7 separate regions of the Mus musculus genome follow, and all the other regions are linked to region 3. Evidence: chromatin contacts called from public Hi-C, HiChIP or PLAC-seq, capture Hi-C and promoter capture Hi-C data. All regions are on one chromosome and are shown on one strand. The core of a region is the stretch at or near the end of the contact, and the rest is flanking DNA. Distances in the headings are between cores, read along the strand shown.

Evidence for each region. Promoter capture Hi-C pulls out the DNA fragments that hold promoters and counts their contacts. Hi-C and Micro-C count contacts between places; a contact is called where the count stands out from the background. HiChIP or PLAC-seq counts read pairs in DNA pulled down with a chosen protein or histone mark. Capture Hi-C pulls out chosen DNA fragments and counts their contacts.
Region 1: a contact with region 3 is called in a Hi-C map of CD8 T cells, with 6 times the contacts expected there. The contact joins the enhancer-like site here to the promoter of Lsm11 in region 3. A contact is called at or near these places in 8 of 39 promoter capture datasets (3T3-L1-derived adipocytes, cranial neural crest, hippocampal neurons and 5 more), 1 of 484 Hi-C or Micro-C datasets (CD8 T cells), 8 of 115 datasets of contacts at active chromatin or transcription factors (acute myeloid leukemia, bone marrow-derived macrophages, embryonic forebrain and 5 more) and 1 of 9 other capture datasets (macrophages).
Region 2: a contact with region 3 is called in a promoter capture Hi-C map of 3T3-L1-derived adipocytes, with 6 times the contacts expected there. The contact joins the enhancer-like site here to the promoter of Lsm11 in region 3. A contact is called at or near these places in 6 of 39 promoter capture datasets (the 3T3-L1 cell line, 3T3-L1-derived adipocytes, the C10 cell line and 2 more) and 1 of 115 datasets of contacts at active chromatin or transcription factors (large pre-B cells).
Region 4: a promoter capture Hi-C map of pre-B cells shows a contact between it and region 3, with 25 times the contacts expected there. The contact joins the promoter of Ublcp1 here to the promoter of Lsm11 in region 3. A contact is called at or near these places in 12 of 39 promoter capture datasets (the 3T3-L1 cell line, 3T3-L1-derived adipocytes, the C10 cell line and 8 more), 5 of 484 Hi-C or Micro-C datasets (B cells, CD4 T cells, Sertoli cells and 2 more), 4 of 115 datasets of contacts at active chromatin or transcription factors (the 230-238 cell line, cardiomyocytes, large pre-B cells and 1 more) and 3 of 9 other capture datasets (adipose tissue, liver and macrophages).
Region 5: an H3K27ac HiChIP or PLAC-seq map of embryonic stem cells shows a contact between it and region 3, with 7 times the contacts expected there. The contact joins the enhancer-like site here to the promoter of Lsm11 in region 3. A contact is called at or near these places in 7 of 39 promoter capture datasets (the 3T3-L1 cell line, the C10 cell line, hippocampal neurons and 3 more) and 1 of 115 datasets of contacts at active chromatin or transcription factors (embryonic stem cells).
Region 6: a contact with region 3 is called in a capture Hi-C map of embryonic stem cells, with 8 times the contacts expected there. The contact joins the promoter of Ebf1 here to the promoter of Lsm11 in region 3. A contact is called at or near these places in 6 of 39 promoter capture datasets (the 3T3-L1 cell line, the C10 cell line, embryonic stem cells and 2 more), 1 of 15 datasets of contacts at CTCF or cohesin (stem cell-derived epiblast-like cells), 2 of 484 Hi-C or Micro-C datasets (embryonic stem cells and pre-B cells), 8 of 115 datasets of contacts at active chromatin or transcription factors (the 230-238 cell line, embryonic forebrain, embryonic midbrain and 4 more) and 2 of 9 other capture datasets (adipose tissue and embryonic stem cells).
Region 7: a contact with region 3 is called in a promoter capture Hi-C map of pre-B cells, with 10 times the contacts expected there. The contact joins the enhancer-like site here to the promoter of Lsm11 in region 3. A contact is called at or near these places in 4 of 39 promoter capture datasets (the C10 cell line, embryonic stem cells, liver and 1 more) and 3 of 115 datasets of contacts at active chromatin or transcription factors (embryonic forebrain, large pre-B cells and microglia).

The regions. Positions count from the first base shown.
Region 1 is chr11:44,544,091-44,546,790 of GRCm38.p6, forward strand. All of the region lies in intron 4 of Rnf145 (ring finger protein 145), which reads left to right. Among named protein-coding and RNA genes, the nearest start is that of Gm51891, 14 kb to the left of the region's middle. Within about 2 kb of position 1,356, at least 125 of the 459 cell types and tissues checked have an H3K27ac peak or open chromatin away from gene starts, as enhancers often do. A contact at or near this core is called in CD8 T cells, bone marrow-derived macrophages, liver and 1 more, where this site is marked.
Region 2 is chr11:44,363,383-44,366,100 of GRCm38.p6, forward strand. No RefSeq gene overlaps it. Among named protein-coding and RNA genes, the nearest start is that of Il12b, 35 kb to the right of the region's middle. Within about 2 kb of position 1,274, at least 7 of the 459 cell types and tissues checked have an H3K27ac peak or open chromatin away from gene starts, as enhancers often do. A contact at or near this core is called in 3T3-L1-derived adipocytes, where this site is marked.
Region 3 is chr11:45,943,496-45,946,252 of GRCm38.p6, forward strand. It overlaps Lsm11 (U7 snRNP-specific Sm-like protein LSM11), which reads right to left and starts at 1,440. Exons shown (of 4, transcript NM_028185.2): 1 at 967-1,440. The coding sequence starts at 1,417. Thg1l (tRNA-histidine guanylyltransferase 1-like (S. cerevisiae)) reads right to left here. Exons shown (of 6, transcript NM_001080969.3): 6 at 1,810-2,757.
Region 4 is chr11:44,469,115-44,471,836 of GRCm38.p6, forward strand. Ublcp1 (ubiquitin-like domain containing CTD phosphatase 1) reads right to left here and starts at 1,434. Exons shown (of 11, transcript NM_024475.5): 1 at 1,314-1,434.
Region 5 is chr11:44,706,188-44,708,887 of GRCm38.p6, forward strand. All of the region lies in intron 6 of Ebf1 (early B cell factor 1), which reads left to right. Among named protein-coding and RNA genes, the nearest start is that of Ebf1, 89 kb to the left of the region's middle. Within about 2 kb of position 1,299, at least 54 of the 459 cell types and tissues checked have an H3K27ac peak or open chromatin away from gene starts, as enhancers often do. A contact at or near this core is called in embryonic stem cells and stem cell-derived epiblast-like cells, where this site is marked.
Region 6 is chr11:44,616,836-44,619,535 of GRCm38.p6, forward strand. Ebf1 (early B cell factor 1) reads left to right here and starts at 1,265. Exons shown (of 16, transcript NM_007897.3): 1 at 1,265-1,477. The coding sequence starts at 1,344.
Region 7 is chr11:44,495,100-44,497,825 of GRCm38.p6, forward strand. No RefSeq gene overlaps it. Among named protein-coding and RNA genes, the nearest start is that of Rnf145, 22 kb to the right of the region's middle. Within about 2 kb of position 1,307, at least 110 of the 459 cell types and tissues checked have an H3K27ac peak or open chromatin away from gene starts, as enhancers often do. A contact at or near this core is called in microglia and pre-B cells, where this site is marked.

The sequences.
Region 1 (2,700 bases), core at 106-2,605, 1.4 Mb before region 3:
TGCTTGCTTGCTTTTCTTCCTCCCTCCCTCCCTCCCTCCCTCCCTTCCTTCCTCCTCCCTCCTTTCCTTCCTCCCCCTCTTTTCCCTCCCCCCATTTCTTCCTGTACTTATTGAGTGTGTGCACACGTGTGTCATGTGCTCATGCCTTGATGAGTGTGTCCGTCAGAGGGCAGCTTGCAGGAGTTGCTGTTCTTCTTCCGTCCTGTGGGTCAGGTCATCAGCTTGTTCCCATAGATGCTTCTTACTGTTTGTATTTATCATCATATCAAAAATAGTTCATAGAGGCTTGTGGTTCTTAAGGGGTTTTTAAATATCGGAGAAGATTAATTTTTAAACAGCTAGTCATTACTTTGAAAGGCTAAAGTGATTAGCTATGTCTCAGGCTTACTTACTGCTGCTGGAAGTGAGCGTCTTGTTGTCAGAAACATGTACATGGCTGAAGCACAATGTTAAAAATAAAAGTGCTGAATAGATACAGTCCTAAGTGAACCACCCACCATGCCAGAGACCCCACACAGGAAGCGAGGGAACCGACTCTGAAGCCAAGCCTCTTAGAAGACAGTATTAAAGAGAGGGAAACAGAGGTCAAAGGACTGCCCAGATCTCTATACAGAGAAGACTCAGGGGTGCACCACTAAGAGGGTTGTGTGTCTGGGGACGGATCTAGGCTGGCCAGCTAAAGCTGGTCATCCAGAACTCAGCCACACGTGGCTGCCAAGCACTGGAAATGCCCCTCTCACACATGGTACTCCAGGTACACTTAGTGCAAGTAAAACATCTCTAATATGTGCTGATAAGATTTAAGGTATACTTGATTTTGTAAAATATATTGTTTTTACCTTTTTCTGTTACTTTTTGAAATGAGACACCTAGAGGAAAAATGTAGATTCTGTCTGTAGCCCCTCTCTTTCTTCTGATGTGACGTCCAGGACCAGCAATGGACTGTTGAGCTTCTGCACGTGGAGTGAAAATTCTTGCAGGGTTTTCCCTGCGTGTTCTGAATTGTAAAGGCCAAGGCTGGGCTCCCTGAAGCCTGGGAAAGGTGGCTGAAACCTGCACAGCACTTTGTCTTGAATTTCCAAATCTCGGGGGTGGGGTGGGGTGGGGTCAGAGCTGGCCAGTGCTGATGCCTTCTCAGGTGCTACTTGAGGGATCCCTAGTGATGAGGGCAGTCTTGGAGGCACACGTATTTGTCTCCGGGAAGAAAACCAGTTGGGCTTGTCTAGTTCAAAGGGCACCAAAAAGACGTCATTCATTCAGCCAAACAGGAATTGACCCACTTGCCCACAGTGCTGCAGATTGACGGAAGGAGCAGGCAGCAGAGCTCTTCCTGCTCTGCCCGGTGTAGGCTGGCTGTTTTTGCAGAGGAGGGGGGGCCTTCAGCTGTGCTGCTTCTCCTCCTCTTCCTCCTTCCTTTACCCGCTCTTTACTGTCTCATTTTCTCACCAGTTCTCTTTCTCCCCCACCCTTTTCTTCTTCCTCGTACCCTGTTTGAGTTGTTTGGTCATTTGAGGCAGACTCTGCTCTGGTCCAGGCTGGCCTGGTTATGTTCTCACTGTCAGTATCTTAACTAAGAACTAGTTGATGAGGAAAGAAAATGATGTCTGTGCCATATTAAAGGGTGGCTTTTTTTTCCCTCACATTGATGTTTTTTTTTTGTTGTTTTTGTTTTTTTTTTTTGTTTTTTTTTTTGTTTTTCGAGACAGGGTTTCTCTGTATAGCCCTGGCTGTCCTGGAACTCACTTTATAGACCAGGCTGGCCTTGAACTCAGAAATCCACCTGCCTCTGCCTCCCGAGTGCTGGGATTAAAGGCGTGCGCCACCATGCCTGGCTCATATTGATTTTTAAAGTAAATTCTCTCTGCTGTTTCAGTAATAATGAGCTTCTGGGTTGGAGATGCCGCTCTGTAGTGGGACCATCAGCTCAGCAGGATGAGGCTCTGCGTTCCATTCCCAGCACTACAAAAAGAGAACTAACAAACACAAAAGCAGTCTTTTAAAGAAAAACCAGAGCCATTTAAATGTTCCATGAGTTCCTGGAAGTTCAACCCTCCCAGAGTTTTTTCTAATTGTGGAGTCATGAATTCAGAGTACAGAGTCTAGAGTGCTTCTGATTTACTCAGTGTGACCATTGGGGTAGGGGCCTCGCGGAGGGAGCTGTAGGGGATTTCACTGAGTCCCTTGCAGCAGCAAGGATCACTAGTCCTAGAGGAAAATGCCTTCTGAGGCATGGTCCCTCAGAGGAGATGTGGACATGTGGCCAGAGCAAGTCCTGCCTGCCGGGGCCTGGACGCGGGGACTTCAGAGCTGGGCGAGGGGTGGGGATTGGAGGGAAGTTTCCATCCTGCTGACCAGGGAAACCGAGGGAGGCATCACACCACAGCTTCTGCTGCCCGAGCACTTCCTCCCAGCCTTTGCTTTTCTGCTTTCACTTTCTGATTTTATTTTAATAAAGGAAATGTTCCCATTCTTATCATCAAAAATGGGCTAATTATGATGAAAACGAGCCTCCTCCTGCAGCCTCTCCCGCATGCTCCATCTGCCCCAGCCTCTCTAAGTTCCTGGTGACCCTTCCTCCCCGGCTGGGTGCTCTTCCTTGTGGAAATCCAGCCGCCCTACTCGTGCATCCTCCTCCTTGCCAGCTCTCTCCCTCTCTGTAGTTTCTCAGTCTTTGAAGGGAGTTGTGCTTTTGTTTGGCTT
Region 2 (2,718 bases), core at 24-2,523, 1.6 Mb before region 3:
CACTACAACATAGTACATCTTTGTAGCTCTGCAGAGATCTGCTCAAAAGGGTTGGCTAATACCTAGTGCTTGTTATGTATGTTTAGTAATAACATGAAAGGCATATTAATAGCAGAAATCTTTCCCAAAATGGATTTCTTCAAGGCCTTACCTACTGGAGCAAATCTGTTATAGATTTTAATCCAAGACAGACCCATCTCAGGATAATAGTTTTTAATAGTTTTTAGCTTCTCCTATGATAGCTCCTGACAAACCTCCTTTACAAGCTCTTCATTATCATACGTCTCTTTGATTGATATACTGAGGGCTGCTGGCAAAGCTTATATCATTAGGTCTACTAAAGCCCAGGCTCTGACCCCAACAACTTCAGTAACATGTTCTTCTTTTCTCTACAACAACTTTCTGAGAGGGATACTGTTACTACCTCTGTCTTACAGATTGATGTAGAATCTATGGCACAAAAAGGTTAGCCAATTGCCAATGTCAGTCAATATGTGTGAGGTCCAAACTTGGAGCTGAGAAATTACATTTCAGAACTGATGTACCTCACTAGTTACACTGGAGGATGACATCAAAGAAAGCCTTTTTTGAGAAGATGACCTAAAAGTTTAATTGAGGCACACAGGCCAAGGGGACAATTACCTATGAAGTAAAGGAAGCAGTGTGTGTCAGTGTATGTGGGAATAAGTGATGTGGGAGAGCCTGCATGGTCTGTGATCTTTTAGAAGGCCTCAGAAGGTAGGCAGGGTTCTATGTTATTCTTGGCATTCTTTACAAAGCTCCAAGGCACCCTATTTATGCACATCTGATCATTAAACAGCCTGGTAATAGCAACTGAGTGGATGTTATGACCTATATCCTGGAAATGGCATCTAATATTTCCAGGAACTTATGAATGGAGATGAGCCTGGACTGTGTCAAATGTTCTCTCTATTCAGGCTCTCTGCTGAGGGGCAACTTGCCACTTCATTGTCCCTGGGGTTATGCTTTCAAACATATCACTCTGCATCCCCAGACTCTCTATTCCCCTCTCTGTCCTCTTCCCCTACCCCAAGATGTACTTCTCCAGATGCCTCAGCAACTTCACTCTTAGGGAAGTCTGATAAACAAGTTTTCCCTCATCCTCTGAAGTGATAAAGCTGTATTGGAACTGTAGCCAACTTGTCTTCACTTCCCTGTAAGAACTTCCAATAGTTTTCCCTTCCTCTACTTACAAGTCTGCCTCAAGTTGCTAGCCTTGCCTTCTCTGCCAAAGCTGAAGTCATTAGTTGATTAATGGCATGTTCCCAAAGGAATATAGCCACAGTTGGAGCCTGGGGCCCTTGGTGAACAGGTGGAGGTTTGCAGAGGCCAAAAAAACAAGCATTGTTCCACCCAGCTAAGTTCTTATCTGTGGAAATGATCTCACTTGCCTTGGAAACCAACTCTAGGAAAGGGGAGTGGTAAATACAGTTTCCCCAGAGCTATCCAGTTCTCAGTGTGAGCTCCAAACACTGCCTTCCTCTCTGCATCAGCTTGTTGCTTTTGTCCTCTGACTTTGGCTTCCACAGCCACCAGAGCCTTCACAGCTCAGAGCTCCCCATGTTATATCACAGCTCCATGCTACCTCTTTACATTGCAATGCCCTCTCTTCTTCAGCCTGACTCCCTCACAGATGAAACACAACTCAGGCACCACCATCCCAGGAAGCTATCCATGCCTACCCACATCTCACTGGGCCCATTAGACCCTTCTCAGTTTCCATAGCTATAGTGAATAATATTCTTTGTGTGTCCACAACACAATAAAACCACTTAATATGGGTGACCCCTCTGCATGGATCATCTCAATCTGGTAACAACTCAACTGGGCAGCATCTAAAATTCTACCCTGTGAGAAAATAAACAGAATCATAATGTTGCAAAACTTGGAGTCACAGTCTATACCCCCAGGAACCCAAGTTTCACCACCAGTCCTCAAAAAAAGCCAATTCGAAACTCCCAAGTTAATAACAGAGAGCAGGAAAGGAAGATTTGTTCAATATGGCTTGTGGTGGTTTGAATGAGAATACACACACACACACACACACACACACACACACACACACACACACACACAGGCTCAGATATTTGAAAACTTGGTCTCCAGGTAGCAACACTGCTTGGGGAGGCTGTGGAACCTTTAAGAGGTAGAGCCTTGCTGGAGGAAGCACATCCCTCGGCATAGATTTTATAGTGTTTATCCCCCACTCCATTTTCAATTCACACTCTCTACCTACTTGCATTGTGAAGATGTGAGTGTCCAGCTCTCTCTGCCTCTGGGCCTTGTTGCTATGCCTCTCCACCATCAGGAACTCTTGTCCCTCTGAAATGGTAAACCAAGAAGTTGCAAGCAACCCTCTCTTCCTTAAATTGCCCCAACCCTCTCTTCCTTAAATTGCCCTTGGTCGTGGTGTTTAATTACAGCAGGAGAAAAGTAACTTAGACATCAGGAAGAGAGATAAAGAAGTCATGTGCCCCTCTTTAATACCTCTTTAAGGGCCCTGAAGAGAGACTCGAGTTTAAATAGAGAACTAAGAATACATACATCTAAGCAGTACTGGTCAAAACAGGGTCCTCCTCACTTTGAACTATCATTGTTCCAAGATGCACATCTGACAAGCTGTCAACACTATGTGGAAACTCTTTCCAGAACACAAGTGTCCGCTCTGACTGACTCCAGGCTCATGGTATTTTCCTT
Region 3 (2,757 bases), core at 190-2,689:
TCTCTCACTGAGTTCACACCTTCCATTCCAAAAGAAGCCACTTTAACATTGTAACGATTTAATTAGCAGGCTACAGAAGCTATGACTGGCTAAGTAGGTCATTATGTTCACAGGGCAGATGTCATAACTATTTGATATAGCCCTAGGCTGTTTTTATTCCATTTAAACAAGATCTAAATAGCACATTAGAACCTTTGCTGTTTAAGGCTTCATTCATCCTGCGGATCTATTAGGAAGCTGCAAGAAATTCTCTTGTGCCATTTCTACCTTTAGAATTTTAAAACAACCTGCACACAGGGTAACCTGAGCCTGACAGATAGTCCTGCCCCAGCCAGCCAGTAGCTGTAAAACCGCACCTGTGTTTTGGTAGCATTCTGTGTCTGCGGCACTCCAACACTAGTGATTTAATGTGAACACAAGCCGATCAAGTCCCTGCAGCCCAGGCGGAAACGGCACCCCAGGCGGGGCTGTCAGTTCCCATGCTGGGATAGGAGACGTCTCTTGTGCTATTATGTGAACATATCCATCTCCTCACTCTCCACCTGACCCTCAAATCCCACACACCTTCAGACTGGCTGTGCTCCAACACAACTTCTGTACACCTCCTCAACTCCCTGCAGTGGTCCCCAAGACCTCTCATCATTTCTGCAGACCTCTGATGTTCGCCCCATCCCCCCAAACTGTCTACAAGCCCTACAATCGCTCCGTAAGCCTCATCACTACCGCAGCCCCTCTGCAGCTCCTCACTACCTGGGGGACATTCCTCCGGACATGATAGCCTGTGCAGATCTCCCCCACCCCCACCTCATCCCCACCGCCGTGGGTCGTCACTCTCCCTGTTCCTCAACTCGTGCACAGTCTCTGTGACTCACAGGTGACCGTGCCCGCGCCCCCACGGCCCTCGAGACTCCCGCAGACGCCCTTTGCAAGCCCTGCCTAGACCTCCGGCCGCCCCACAGCACTCACAAGGCATCCGCGTAAGCACATTGCGGGGTGCCTTCTTGCTGCGCCCCGGGCCCTGGCGTCGCGCTCCGGCCGTGCCGTCCGTGTCCTCCTTGACCACCATGAGCCGGCGCAGGCGCTGGATGCGCTCGGGATCCGGGGTGGGCGCGGCGCGGCGACGGGCCCTGGACGAGCTCCCGGCTCCCGTGGAGGTTCCGGTGGAGGTTCCCGCCGAGGCCGGCTCCCCCGTGCCCCGAGCCCGACCGCGCCCGGTGCGCCCGCCCTTCAGGAAGCTCTCGTACTCCGCCACGTTGTTGAAGCAGGGCGCGTTGGGGTAGGGAATGGGCGGCAGGCGAGGTGCGTACAAGGCCAGCAGCGGGTCGAAGCTGTAGGAGCTGACGTCCAGCCGCGGGCTGGGCGGGCTGGCTGGGCTGCCGGCGCGAGCCGACCTCGCCCCCCACTCGCGCTCCTCCATGTTTGAAAGGCCCGCAAGCAGAAGCCGATGGGCGGGAGGAAGGAGCCGAGCCGCCAGAGGGCGGCACTGCGCAGCCGCAGCCGCGGCTCAAGGGGACGCACTGCGCAGCCGCGGCCACCAGGGGGCAGCATAGATTCGCTCTGGAGAGCAGCAGGGGGCGTGGCGCAAGGCAGGGGCGTGCTGAGAGGCGTGACCTGCTCAGGCCTCGCTCCGCCTCCACAGACAGCAGACAGGTTGAGGCTGTCCTCTTGACCTTTTTGTTACTAAAGAAGATACTGTTTATTAGTTCTCGTTTCCCTCCCCCATTGATATTAACTATCTCTTCTGAATTTGAGATCTAACGTCAACAAAATATACAAGTAGGGACACATTATTCGAAAACAAAGCCAACATTTTGGAGGCAGTAACAATTAACCATTTATTTAGTAAAACTCACTGATATTCACAGACAGCTTAGAATGGTTGATGCTCCAGACTCGGGGGGTAGACCCCAAGAGCAGCATTTTAAAGTCCCAGGATGTTCTCTGTTGTTCGGCTTGAGCTGGAGGCAAAGGACAGGAAGACAAGACATATCCCATTTTTCATTCCTGTTAAGTATATTCCTGATGTGGATCAGGCTAGCCTGTCTAAGCTCAAATTACTGAGCCTCTTTTGAGTTCTTATTGTCGTCTGAAATATGACAGGAAGGGTACAGAGTATACAGTGGGTGCATGCTAGATGGTTGAGTGCTATAAAAGACGGGTGACTACATCCTCACTTCCTTTCCCTGCCCACTAAGTTTAGAGAACACTTGGTATCAAAGAAAAGAAAACTGACTCCTTGATGTTCTCCTGACTACTGCAAAATCCAAAGAATCAACACTATTTTTTAGCTCTAGTTCAGCAAAAACTCTTTAAGATATATTTCATGTGTATGCTTGTCGGCATGTATGCCTGTGCACTATGAGCAATCAGACATACACACAGAGGCCAGAGAATGCTGGATCCCCTGAGTTGTGCTCGTTGTGAGCTACCATGTGGGTTCTGGGTCTTCCTTCGGAAGAATAGCCATCTCTTCAACCCCAAAGGAATGGTTTTAAAAGTGAGACTCCTGGAGGTAAGTCCCTCCCCATCCAGCATAGCTGTCTTGCTTCTTGCCATCTCCAGCCACACAAGTCATTCTCCGAAGTGCCACCACCTTCTCAAAGTATCAACCGGCATTCAGCCCGCGCTAGCTGCTTTGGGGTCTTCTTTACTTTCTGTAAGTTTGAAAATGTGGCCCAAAAGAACACTTGACTATCTTTAAGACAGAGATGAAACTTAGCACACTGCCACCACCGTGTGAGCTGCATCGTAGGAGGG
Region 4 (2,722 bases), core at 184-2,683, 1.5 Mb before region 3:
CCACTGACTTAAATTTGATGAAGACTTCTTGGAAGTATCATCAGAATAAGGAAAGAGACCTAACAATGTCCACTTTAACCAGTCTTTTTCTACCACCTCTGAGGTGGTAGAGGCTGAGCATGCTACTCCTCTAGGCTCTTCTGTTACCGGCTTTAGAAAAACCTGCCAATGGCATGGGCCCCATGCACTTAACAACAGGCACTACTTCATAAAGAACTTGTGCTACAAATGGTAAAGACAAGTTGTCAAATGCCCCAAGACTCTGGGCATAGAAAAAAAAAAAAGGTTATACAAACCTTTCCAGCTTAAGTTCTTAAAACTTTTTTTAATTTTTGAATCTCATTTCATCACTACTGAGAATCATGCAGGACAAAAAAAGCATGGGCATTTTTATACTTTCTCATACAATGCTAATGGTTTATCACATTTGTCCCCCAAATTGGGGGGTGGGAGTGGGTGGTGATGGCGATCCAACTCAAAGAGGACATTTTTATGGGATATGTAATCAACGTATGTTTATACTGGAGTTCTGCCTAACATCCTGTGTTGGGTTTGCCTAGTCTCTTACCTCTCTAGCCCTCAGCCTTCCAAACCCAGAGATGAGTCAGTTCACATGTATGTGTTTTGATAAGCGCTAACACCTGACAGCATTTGATAAGCCGCGAGGAGCTAGGAGAACGGTAGCAGTGAGGGCTGAGCACGTTAACTATCGCTATCTTAATCTTCACAATCCTGGACTAACAAGCGACCTCACTGTACAGATTAGAAACCTGCAAAATAAGTCACAGCGACTCTCGCCCAACACCGCATCACGAAAAGCAGCCAACGGCGGCAATTTCAAAAGTGACAGTGTGAACTTTTCATCCAGCCCGGCAAGAGTGAGCGTGCGGTGCTGGGCCGCGGGCCCTGGCGCCGGCCCGCAGGAGCCGCGCGGGGTGCAGCCCGGACTGCCCCGGGAGTATCCCAAGACAGGCAGAGTCTCAGAAACAAGCTGCCTCGGACGCCTTCGACAACCCGCGTGAGGGGAGGACAAGACAGACCCTGCAGGAGCGGGGGACGAGGCCCGCGGACGCAGAACATTCTGGGACGTGGGAAGCCTTGGGGTCAGGTGAGAAGGCCGGATGCGAAGGCTGCGGCCACGACCCGCAGTGCGCCGGGACAGGGGCCTCTGGGGGCCAGGCGGGACAGCTGCAGTCCCAGCCCACCCGGACCGCAGCGAGACAAACCACGGGGCGCATGCAGTTCAGTGGCATCCCCCGGCCGCAGCGTCGCCTTCACAGGCAGGCGCGCCGGAGAACCCCGCGTCCTCTCACCTGGAGCGCGGCGGAACCAGCTACAGCGGACGAAAAAGCCGGCCGCAGCGGAACCTAAGGAGACCGGAAGCGAGGGGCGGGACCGGAACCGGCGGGCGGACCGGAAAGTGTGGTTGAGACCGGAAATGTGTTGTAGGGGAGGGGGAAATGCGGCTGCCGCTTGTTTGGTTTCTCCTCCGATGTGACGCCTGCGGAGCCCAGGCCGGCCGAGTGTTTTCCAGACTTTGACCTCTGTGAAAGAGACCCCTCCCGGTTCTTGGTGGCCGCCGCCGGCTGTTCTGCGCATGCTCCGGCCCGGTGGCGACTTTTTTTTTTTTTCCACCAGAGCTGAGCTTTGCGGAGCCCTGTGACTCCTGTGGCAGTGTCGCGTTCCGAATGAAGCCGACCTTTGAGGACTGAAGAGGAGACTTTTCTAGAGACGCAAGGAGCCAGGAATATAATTTGCCCACTCCAGGGGAAAGCCGGCCAAAGTGATCCAAACACTCATGGAACAAATATCCGTGTGACAACGGTGTTCCAGATCTGTGTGTCGGTCGGCTCCACCCACTCGTGCTTGCTTTGCCTCCTTAAATGCAAGGAAAGCTAGTTCTCTTTACAGAAGAATGCCATGCTTTCATAGAAATAAATGCTGCAGCGTTCGAAGTCACTCGGAGAGACCGGAGACTCCGTTTAAATTATAGTTATCCGAGTTTTTCTTCTTAAGCAGCCGCTCTCTTTAGTTCCTGTGAGCTAAAACAGGAAAGGGGCTTTTAAGGGCAGTTACAATTACTTCATTTCTGTGGGATTGACAGCTATGTGAGGAACTGCCTCACCCCCACCCCCCACCCCCTGTGCGTAATGATGAGCGGAGTTCGCAGAAATCAGAGCCAGCAGTTAATCATTTCATAGCAGTTTTCCAATTCATGGGGAAGGGGCAAGGAGTCAGAGTTGCTAGGAACTTATCTTTTCGGAATTTAGAATGGGTGCCTCACATAAAGTGGAGTTTTTCTTAGCTATCAAAGCAGTCTCCATTTGAACCCCTGGAGGCGGCTCTTGCCTGTAATCCCAGCTGAGGCAGTAGGATAGTGCATAAATTTGAAGCCAGCCTGGGCATAGGGAATTCTAGTTCCAGCCCTGGGATACAGACTGAAACTCTGACTCAGACAGAAGAAAGCCTCAACGGGACCTAACCCTTCTCATCCATTCAAGAAATTCCCAGTGTTACTTGTTATGCAAAAGAAAAAAGAAAAGAAAGACCTAAAAAGTAACTTGAAGAATGTTTACATCATCAGCCCCTAGATAAGTATATCTGATACTTTTTAAAACTTCAAATTCAATCTTAGAGACCCATAAGAGGCGTGGCCACCTCTTGACAGTTGTTCTCAGACTTCCTGTGCCTTGGTACAAACAGACCCACAGAAAAATTAATG
Region 5 (2,700 bases), core at 49-2,548, 1.2 Mb before region 3:
TTTGCCTCAGTGTTTAATGAATATTTATAGGGTAAAATCTCTTTGAAAATTGATTTATTATCTATGTATTATTCTCTGGTAGCGTAGAGGTCTGTTTTAAAGTAAAAAAAAAGATTTATTTTTTATTATTTTGAATTACGTGTATGTATGACTATACGTGGGCACCTTTGGCAGCCAGCGGCATCAGGTCCCTCTGGATCTAGACTTCCAGAGGATTGAAGGGAACTCAGGTCTTCTGCAAGAACACTATCCACTCTCTGCTGAGCCATCTTTCCAGCCCTGACTTATTTTTAAGCTTATCAGTTGTTGAGGGTACCCAAGTGCTAGCTGGCTCTGTCACAAGGAAGTGCCACAGGGTGGACTACCTAAACCCCAGAAGTGTACTTCCTCACAGATCTGGGAGGCCAGAGTCAAGGTGTCAGCATGGCTGCCTTCCTCGGAGGACCTCCTTCTTGGTTAACTGACACCATCTTCTTCTTGTGTCTTTGCATTGTCTCTTTCTGCCGTGCTGGTATCTGCTGACCTATTCATATATTATGGACAACAGCCATTCTAGATAAGGGCTCTTCTAATGACCTTGGTTTATTTTAATTACTTCTTTAAACACACTATTGTAAATACATTCACACTTAGGGCTCTAGCAGTTAGAACTTCTATATATGAACTGAAGGGGCACAGGTCATAATTTAGCCTCTGAGTACAGAGAGCTGGAGTTCCTCAGATTGTAGGCCAGGCTGGCCTTGAACTCACAGAGCTCCATATGTTTCTGCCTCCTGAGTGCTGGGATTAAAGGCTTGTGTTACCATATCTGGCTCATTGTAAGCATTTTAAAAGCAGCAGCTAAAAGTGGCCCATCCTCTTCTGGACCAAGCAATGAAGTGCCAGTGGCTTTGAAATGACATAGCAAAAAAGGTGAAACATAGGTTCTGGTAGACCCATGAAGTCCAAATCAAAGAGCAAGATTTTGTGTGTGTGTGTGTGTGTGTGTGTGTGTGTGTGTGTGTGTGTGTGTGTGTGTGTGTGTATTCTGAACTACTGGTATCTTATCTGGTGAGACAGGCTTCTTTACAGGCAAATTTTTTCTTTTTCTTTTCTTTCCCTTTCTTTTCTTTCCTCTTCCTTTCTTTCTTTTTTCTTTTTCTTTTTTTTTTTTTGGGGGGGGGGTGACATTTGGAGTTAATATAAGGAAATACCCTTTGTATTGCTTGGTATTGAAAATGTCAGTAAACAAACCCAGCCTTCCAGAAGGGAGGTGGTGGTGGGGAGTTGGTAACAAAAGACATTGTTTCTGGATGCAGGAGGTAACAGGAGTGTACAGAACAAAGGTTGACTCAAAATAGGCTTTGTAGCAAACTCTTGGGTAACCTCCTTTCCCGTTATGTTCAAGTGGCCCTGCTCAAGATAACTCTCGTTATTTTAATTAGTCCACCACACTTACCAACACAAACACACTCTCAATTTCAGGGCTGACAGAGGGCTAGGAGTGTCCTTAAAGGATCAGAAAACAAGTTGGGCTGTTGAGGACTTCCGGCAGCGAGCTAACAAAAACACAGCAGCAGAGGATGTAACTCCAGGAGGCGTGGGACCCTCACAGCAGTGGGGACCCGCACAGCAGTGGGCATGAAAGCCTGCCTTTCCGTTTTTTTTTTTTTTTCAGAGGTTTAGCCCTCACATCTGGCAGACCTGTGACAATCAGCGTTAGACCATTTTAGAAATCAGATACCCTGGTTACCAGGAAGTTGATTTGCCTTCCACTTCCTTAAGAAAACACACATTAATATTTAAGCTGGGTTTTCATAAAAGAAGCGTTGTGTGCCTGAGATGTGAAATAAAGCCAGGGGGCTGGGAAAGCCCCTCCTCCCGAAGATAAAGCGACCCCCTCCCCATGTAATTCAAATCACCCTTCAGATGGGAAAAGGAGAGGAGTGGGCTCCCCCTCCCCCAAGGGCCTTGTGGAATTTCCTATCTACTGTTGTGTGGCATGTGCTATAATGTGTTAAGAGCTGGATTTTAAGTTAGGAATTCCTTCTTTGGGGAAAGAAGCTGGAGAGTCACAAAGGTTACCTTCGTAAAAGATTCCCTGAAACGGTGTCTTTCACCATTCTGGTTTTTTTGTTTGTTTGTTTGTTTTTGTTTTTGTGGGGTTTTTTGTTTTGTTTTGTTTGTTTTTTTGTTTGTTTGTTTACTTTTTTTCCAGGTAGAGCCATGTGGCGTCTATCCTTTGAGGACCAGGCTCAAGGTGCATCTGGCTAGCAAGGTCTGGTCTTTTGCATTTTCCTGCCCAGCCTTATTTCCACTTCCTATGGAGATGACATGGAGATAGCGCCGGATCAAACAGGTCCCACCATCCTGATAAGGCCACCTTAGATACTCCAGGTGATTTCGGTCTGCCTGTAAAGATTTAACGAAGACGAATACAAGTCTTAAAGAAAAAAAATTTTTTTCCCATAGATTGGTGTAAATGGTTTACTTTAAAAATAAACATTTTAAATCACTTTGATCTCAGCTGCTCGAAAGATACAAACTGGTCATTGCTCTGGGGGGAGTGTTTTCCAGGGTTTTAAACCAAGCATAAGCCATTTCCTCTTTGTACACAAGAAGATGAATAATGTCCCAGAACAGTAGGCACATGAAGAAGAAGCAACTGTGTCACTGAAAGCGAGTGGGATACTGCATTGGAGGGCATGGGAAGACCTGAAG
Region 6 (2,700 bases), core at 15-2,514, 1.3 Mb before region 3:
CCTTTTCTGCCTGGTCAGTCCTTTTTTCCTCCACGTTTGCCCCCGAAGTCCCAGGACAGGCAAGCAAGGGACTAGGCGTCTGCCCAAAGAGAACGCAGTCAGTACGCCTCCGTCGCGCTCAGGGCTCGGAAGGGATGCTTAAGAACTGCCATGGTGCATACCCCTTCGACTCAGGATACCTCCATCTCCTTCCCTCTGCCCCCTCTCTCGCTCTCTAAGGCCACGCTCCTTCCAGTTTAGACGCTAGAGCTCAGAGATCCCTTGCTCGCCACTTTGCCGGGAACTTTGGCGGCTCCCCTGCGCCACAAGGAGAAGGATGTTAATGAGGGAGTGTGGCCAGGCTCTGTGAACAAGCCAGCTCGGGAGCTGCGATTGGCTGTGATAAGGCGGAAGGATGACGTTATGCAAAGAAGGGGCGTGTCTAGGCTGCGAGGGCCCCGCCTCCTTCCCTTTGGGGTTAGTGTGCCTGTGTTTAGCTCTGGGGAGAGTCAAACTGGATTCCACAGGGAGAGCCTGCAAATCACTTCTATTTTAGCAAGGAGAAAACAGAATCTCCATCCAGCAGGGTCCACCCCTCTCTTTCTCCCTCTCCTCTCTTTTTCTATCTCTTTCCCTCCCCCCTTCCTCTTTCCCTCTCTCTCCCCTTCCCCCCCCCCCCTCCGGTGTATCTGTCTACAGCAACCAGCGTCCTCATCTACACGCACGGAAAGGAAAGAAACATCTTTGGTTGAGAGAGGAGGAGGAAAAAAGAGAGAGAAAAAAACTTGCCTGGTTGTGGAAAATGACACTTCAAGTAGCCAAGCCGGCTTCGAGAGTCGTATCTATTGTTTCTTAAATTGTCATCAGGGTGGTTTTTTTTCTTCCTGCTTCTTCAAGTGAAGGTACCGCTACAAAAGGAAACTCCAGCCCCTCCTGTTCTCCAACGGCCTGTGATTACTACAAAAAGAAAAAAAAAAAGGCAAAAAAAAAAAAAAAAGCAAAAAAAAAAAAAAAAAAAAAAAAAAAAAAGGAAAAAAAAAGCACCCAAACTCAAAACCAACCAACCAAACAACCCCCAACAGCCAGGCATATATCTCTGTTTTTTCTTAATTTTGGTCTTTTCGTTGGATTTTCCCTTTCTTTTTTTTTCCCCTCGCCCCCCTCCTTGTTATCGCTCAGTTTTGAGCGAAGGTTTACATTTTTAAAAATTTTGCTTTTCAGCCCGCCTTGATGTAGCGCGAGTCTCATCGACTCAAAAAAAAAAAAAAAAATCTGTGGTTGGCGTTTTTTTTTTTTTTTCCTTTTTTTTTTTTTCAAATATTTTCAAAGGGGAGGAGATTTTTCCACAAGAAAAGGTTGTTTTCATGTTTGGGATCCAGGAAAGCATCCAACGGAGTGGAAGCAGTATGAAGGAAGAGCCGCTGGGCAGCGGCATGAACGCGGTGCGGACGTGGATGCAGGGCGCCGGGGTGCTGGACGCCAACACAGCGGCGCAGAGGTGGGTACCGCTGGGGGACCGTGGAGGAGAGGCCACCGGCTAGCGGGAGAGCCCGGAGACGGCGGCGCGGCTACCCGGGGCCTGGCCACGCGAGTGCGTCTGCCGCTGCGCTGCGCTCGCCGCCCGAGCTCCGCGCTCCTCGGCTGCGCAGCACTCGTCGCCGGGTGGCCAGAGATCAGCGAGCTGCTGGAGGGAGCCGAGCCCAAGCTTTGCCGGCACTTTCCGCAGCCCCATCTGCGAGTGTTTTCGTTTTGTTTTAACCCAGAAGAGGCGTCTCTGCAGCTCGGTGTTGGATAGCTGCGCTTTTCTGACCGCTTGTTTTCTTTTCTGTGTGGTTATATTTTTCCCTTTTCCTCTCCTTCTCTTCGCTTCCTTTCCCCTTTATTTCGCTTCAGTTCTTTCCTTTTTCTTCTTCCCTCTTTTCTTTTTTCCTACTTAATTTTCTTCTCTCCCCCTTTCTTCCTTTCTATTTTCTACCTTCTTTAATTCTTTCCTTTCCCCCTATCTTTCCTTTCCCTTTTCTACCTTCTTTAATTTTTTCTTGTCCTTCTCCACTCTTTTCCCCCCTTCTTTCTCAGTTTCACTCTTCGTTTTTCTCTTCTCTTTCCTCACCTGGCTCTCTCCCCCGTTTCTCTCTCTCTCTCTCTCTCTCTCTCTCCATTTTTCTTCTTGGAGTCTCCTCTTATTTCTCCTATCTGGTTCTTTACTCTCTCCTCTCTCCACTTCTTAGCCTTCAGTTTTTCTCAGTCTGCCTGTAGAATAGTGATTTCCAACTTTAATTTTCACATCTCCTAAAAGCCACCCTCATCCACTGTCACCTTGGCCTTCCCCAGTCCCTCTCCCACTCTCCAGATCCTACACTGAGTGATTTGGAGGCCATGCTCTTGGAGACCAACTTGAGGAACTTCCCTGGACACACCCAGTGCCCTGTCCAGGGGCTCCTAGTCCCAAGTGAGAAATGGTACCTTGCCCTTTTCATTGCTGGCCACCACCTGGGCTTCGGGGAAAACTTTGTGGGCCCAGGCTCCATTAGACATAAAGGGTGCAGAAGGGGAATGGGGAGTAGTTCCATCTTTCCATTTTTGGGGGGAAGGGCTAGGGACAACTGTCCTATACTGTTTCCATCCCCATGAGCACAGGGTTGGGAGTGGTTGGTAGTGAGAGTGAATTGGGTAACTAGGCTAGAAGCGAAAGTGTGTGTGTGTGTGTGTGTGTGTGTGTGT
Region 7 (2,726 bases), core at 57-2,556, 1.4 Mb before region 3:
ACATCCTGTGTGAGCCCAGTTGTGTTTAAGGTAGACAGGTGCCTAGAGACAAGTACTCCTCATTGGGTGAGACAAGAATGGGGCATCAATTTACAGTGCGTGGAGTTTTTGTTGTTGTTTTTCTTCCCCAGCAGCCAATGTTAAAAGTCTGCTTAAGAATCTGGCAAAACCTGACGTTTTTAAGGCTCAACCAACACTCCCAAGACCAAAAGAATAGTGTTTACACTTCAAAAGATAGAACCACTTGTATATAGTGATGTATACATTAGGGAAGAAGTTACCCTTCTTCCCATGTCTCCAGCTGCAAATAAACCCCGTCGATGGCCACTCTACAATTTCTGAAAATGGTGGTATGGTGCTGCTGCTGTTGGTGGTGCTAGTGTTGCTGTTGGTGGTGATGCTGATGCTGGTGGTGGTTGTGGTGGTGCTGGTCAAGGGGTGGTGGTGGTGGTAGTTGTTGTTGGTGGTGGTGGTGCTAGTGGTGGTGGTGGTGCTAGTGGTGGTGGTGGTGGTGGTGGTTGTTGGTGGTGGTGGTGGGTGGTGGTGGTTGTTGTTGTTGGTGGTGGTGGTGGGTGGTGGTGGTGGTTGGTGGTGGTGGTGGTGGTGGTGGTGGTGGGTGGTGGTGGTGGTGGTGGTGGGTGGTGGTGGTGGTTGGTGGTGGTGGTGGTGGTGGTGGGTGGTGGTGGTGGTGGTGGTGGTGGTGGTGGTGGTTGGTGGTGGTGGTGGTGGTGGTGGTGGTGGTGGGTGGTGGTGGTGGTGGTGGTGGTGGTGGTGGTGGTGGTGGGTGGTGGTGGTGGTGGTGGTGGTGGTGGTGGTGGTGGTGGTGGTGGTGGGTGGTGGTGGTGGTGGTGGTGGTGGTGGGTGGTGGTGGTGGAGGTGGTGGAGGTGGTGATAGTGATGGTGTAGTCTCAGGAAAGCCAGTCTCCCAGAGTTGAGTTAGGAAGGCTGCTCCTTTCCCAAAGCCTGTCCTGGGCCTCTGCGCAGAGCCTCAGCCAAAGGCTTGTTCCTTAGTGCCACCTTCCTGGTCCCCAAACTCCAGAGCTTTTCCCAAGACCAGATTGGCACCTGGGCTCTCAGTAATCTACATGTACTGCTTGAGAGAATTGCCTTGACTGGAGTCCACTCCCAGTTCCTTCTAGAAGTCAGCATTATTCACGGAAAAGCTGGAACCAACTCCTCTTTCAGTTTCAAAGACTGCACCAGGAAGTCCCAGCAGGCTCTCTGAAAGACACCAACACCTGTGAGGTCCCAGTTCAGTTATGTCTCATTGCTCACAGGCATGCCTCCAAAGCCCTCCAGTGCTTGAGAAACAAAGAAGAAAGGCCCTGGGGAGAGGGCCCTCCCCCCTGAGAGAGCAGAACTGGGCTAACAGGAAACCAGGCTGTCCTTTCTTGGCTTAGAAAGCGTGATGCCTTTATTAGTCTGAAAGAGTTTAGAGGGAAAAGTTACAGGGCTGTCACTAACCTGGGCCCTCTGAGCATACGATTCTTTCAAGTTGACAGCAAGGGTCTGACATCAGAGTAGCAATGGTTGTCTAACACTGTGAACATACTTAAAGGCACTGGTTCAAATACTTTTTTAAAAGAAAATGATTGGCTCATGCTTTCTGAATTTCACTTCAATAAAACTCCCATTTGATTAGTCTTCTGGGCAATCTTCCCTCTCTGCCAAGTGAGATCCTGCTTGCAGATCTGTAAGCCAAGAACAGCAGCCTAATCTTAAAATTCCCTAGAAGTTTTAACCTCTTGTGTTTGTTCTTTTCCTTCCCTTTAACTTCTTGTAACTGCTGACTCGGACTCGGGTGAAGACAAACCACCTCTTATTAAGGCTGTGCCATTGCCTCATGTGTTGACCTTAGGGCTACTTTAGTCGGATCTTCTTGCACTTGGACTTCCCCTGCATTTTCTAACAACCAGCTCACTCCTTTTCTTTTATTCTCAGCTCAATTGCTTCTGAATGCTCAGATTGCTCTTAAAAATCTGCCGTGTCAACTATGGGCAAACAATGGCTTCTGAGGGGGGGGGGGAGTTTAGCTTTCTCTATGGGTCAAGCCCTTTAATAAGTTATCCAAGCCCAAGTGTTCAGCCCTTAACACATATGCATACAAGCAAGACTAAATGGGCTCCGTGGGGTATATGTGTGTTTATGTATAGTCAAGGAGCAGTAACAACCGGGGCAGGGGGTATGAACTTGAGAGGGAGTGAAGATGGCATGGAAGGAGTTGGAGAGGCAAGAGGAAGTGGTGAAATGTGGTAAATAAGAATACATGTATGAAATTATCAAAAATTTTTCAATTTTAAAAATCTGTCATTTAACCCCCTGGTAAAGAATAGGATATTTTCATATTATTGCTAATAACCACCTTAAAAAAAACAAACAAACTTAAGACTACTTGATCCCAGGCTGCCTTTGTAAAAGATTGAAATTGGGGGCGTGGAGGTGATCATTGGTTAACAGTGCTTGCTGTGCAGATATGAGGAGCCGAGTTCAGATGCCCAACAAACACCCAAGGAAAAAGCTGACTGTGGACTCTCAGGTCTGGAGCAGCACCGGGAACCAGCCTACCTGAAAAGTGGCCAGCTCCAGGCTCTGTGGCAATGCCTGCCTCAGAAGAAGGTGATAAAGCATGGTAGATCAGGGCATCCGACATCTTTCAATGACTTACTTGGTGTACACGCATGTGAATGCTGGAACCTCAAACACACACACACACACACACACACACA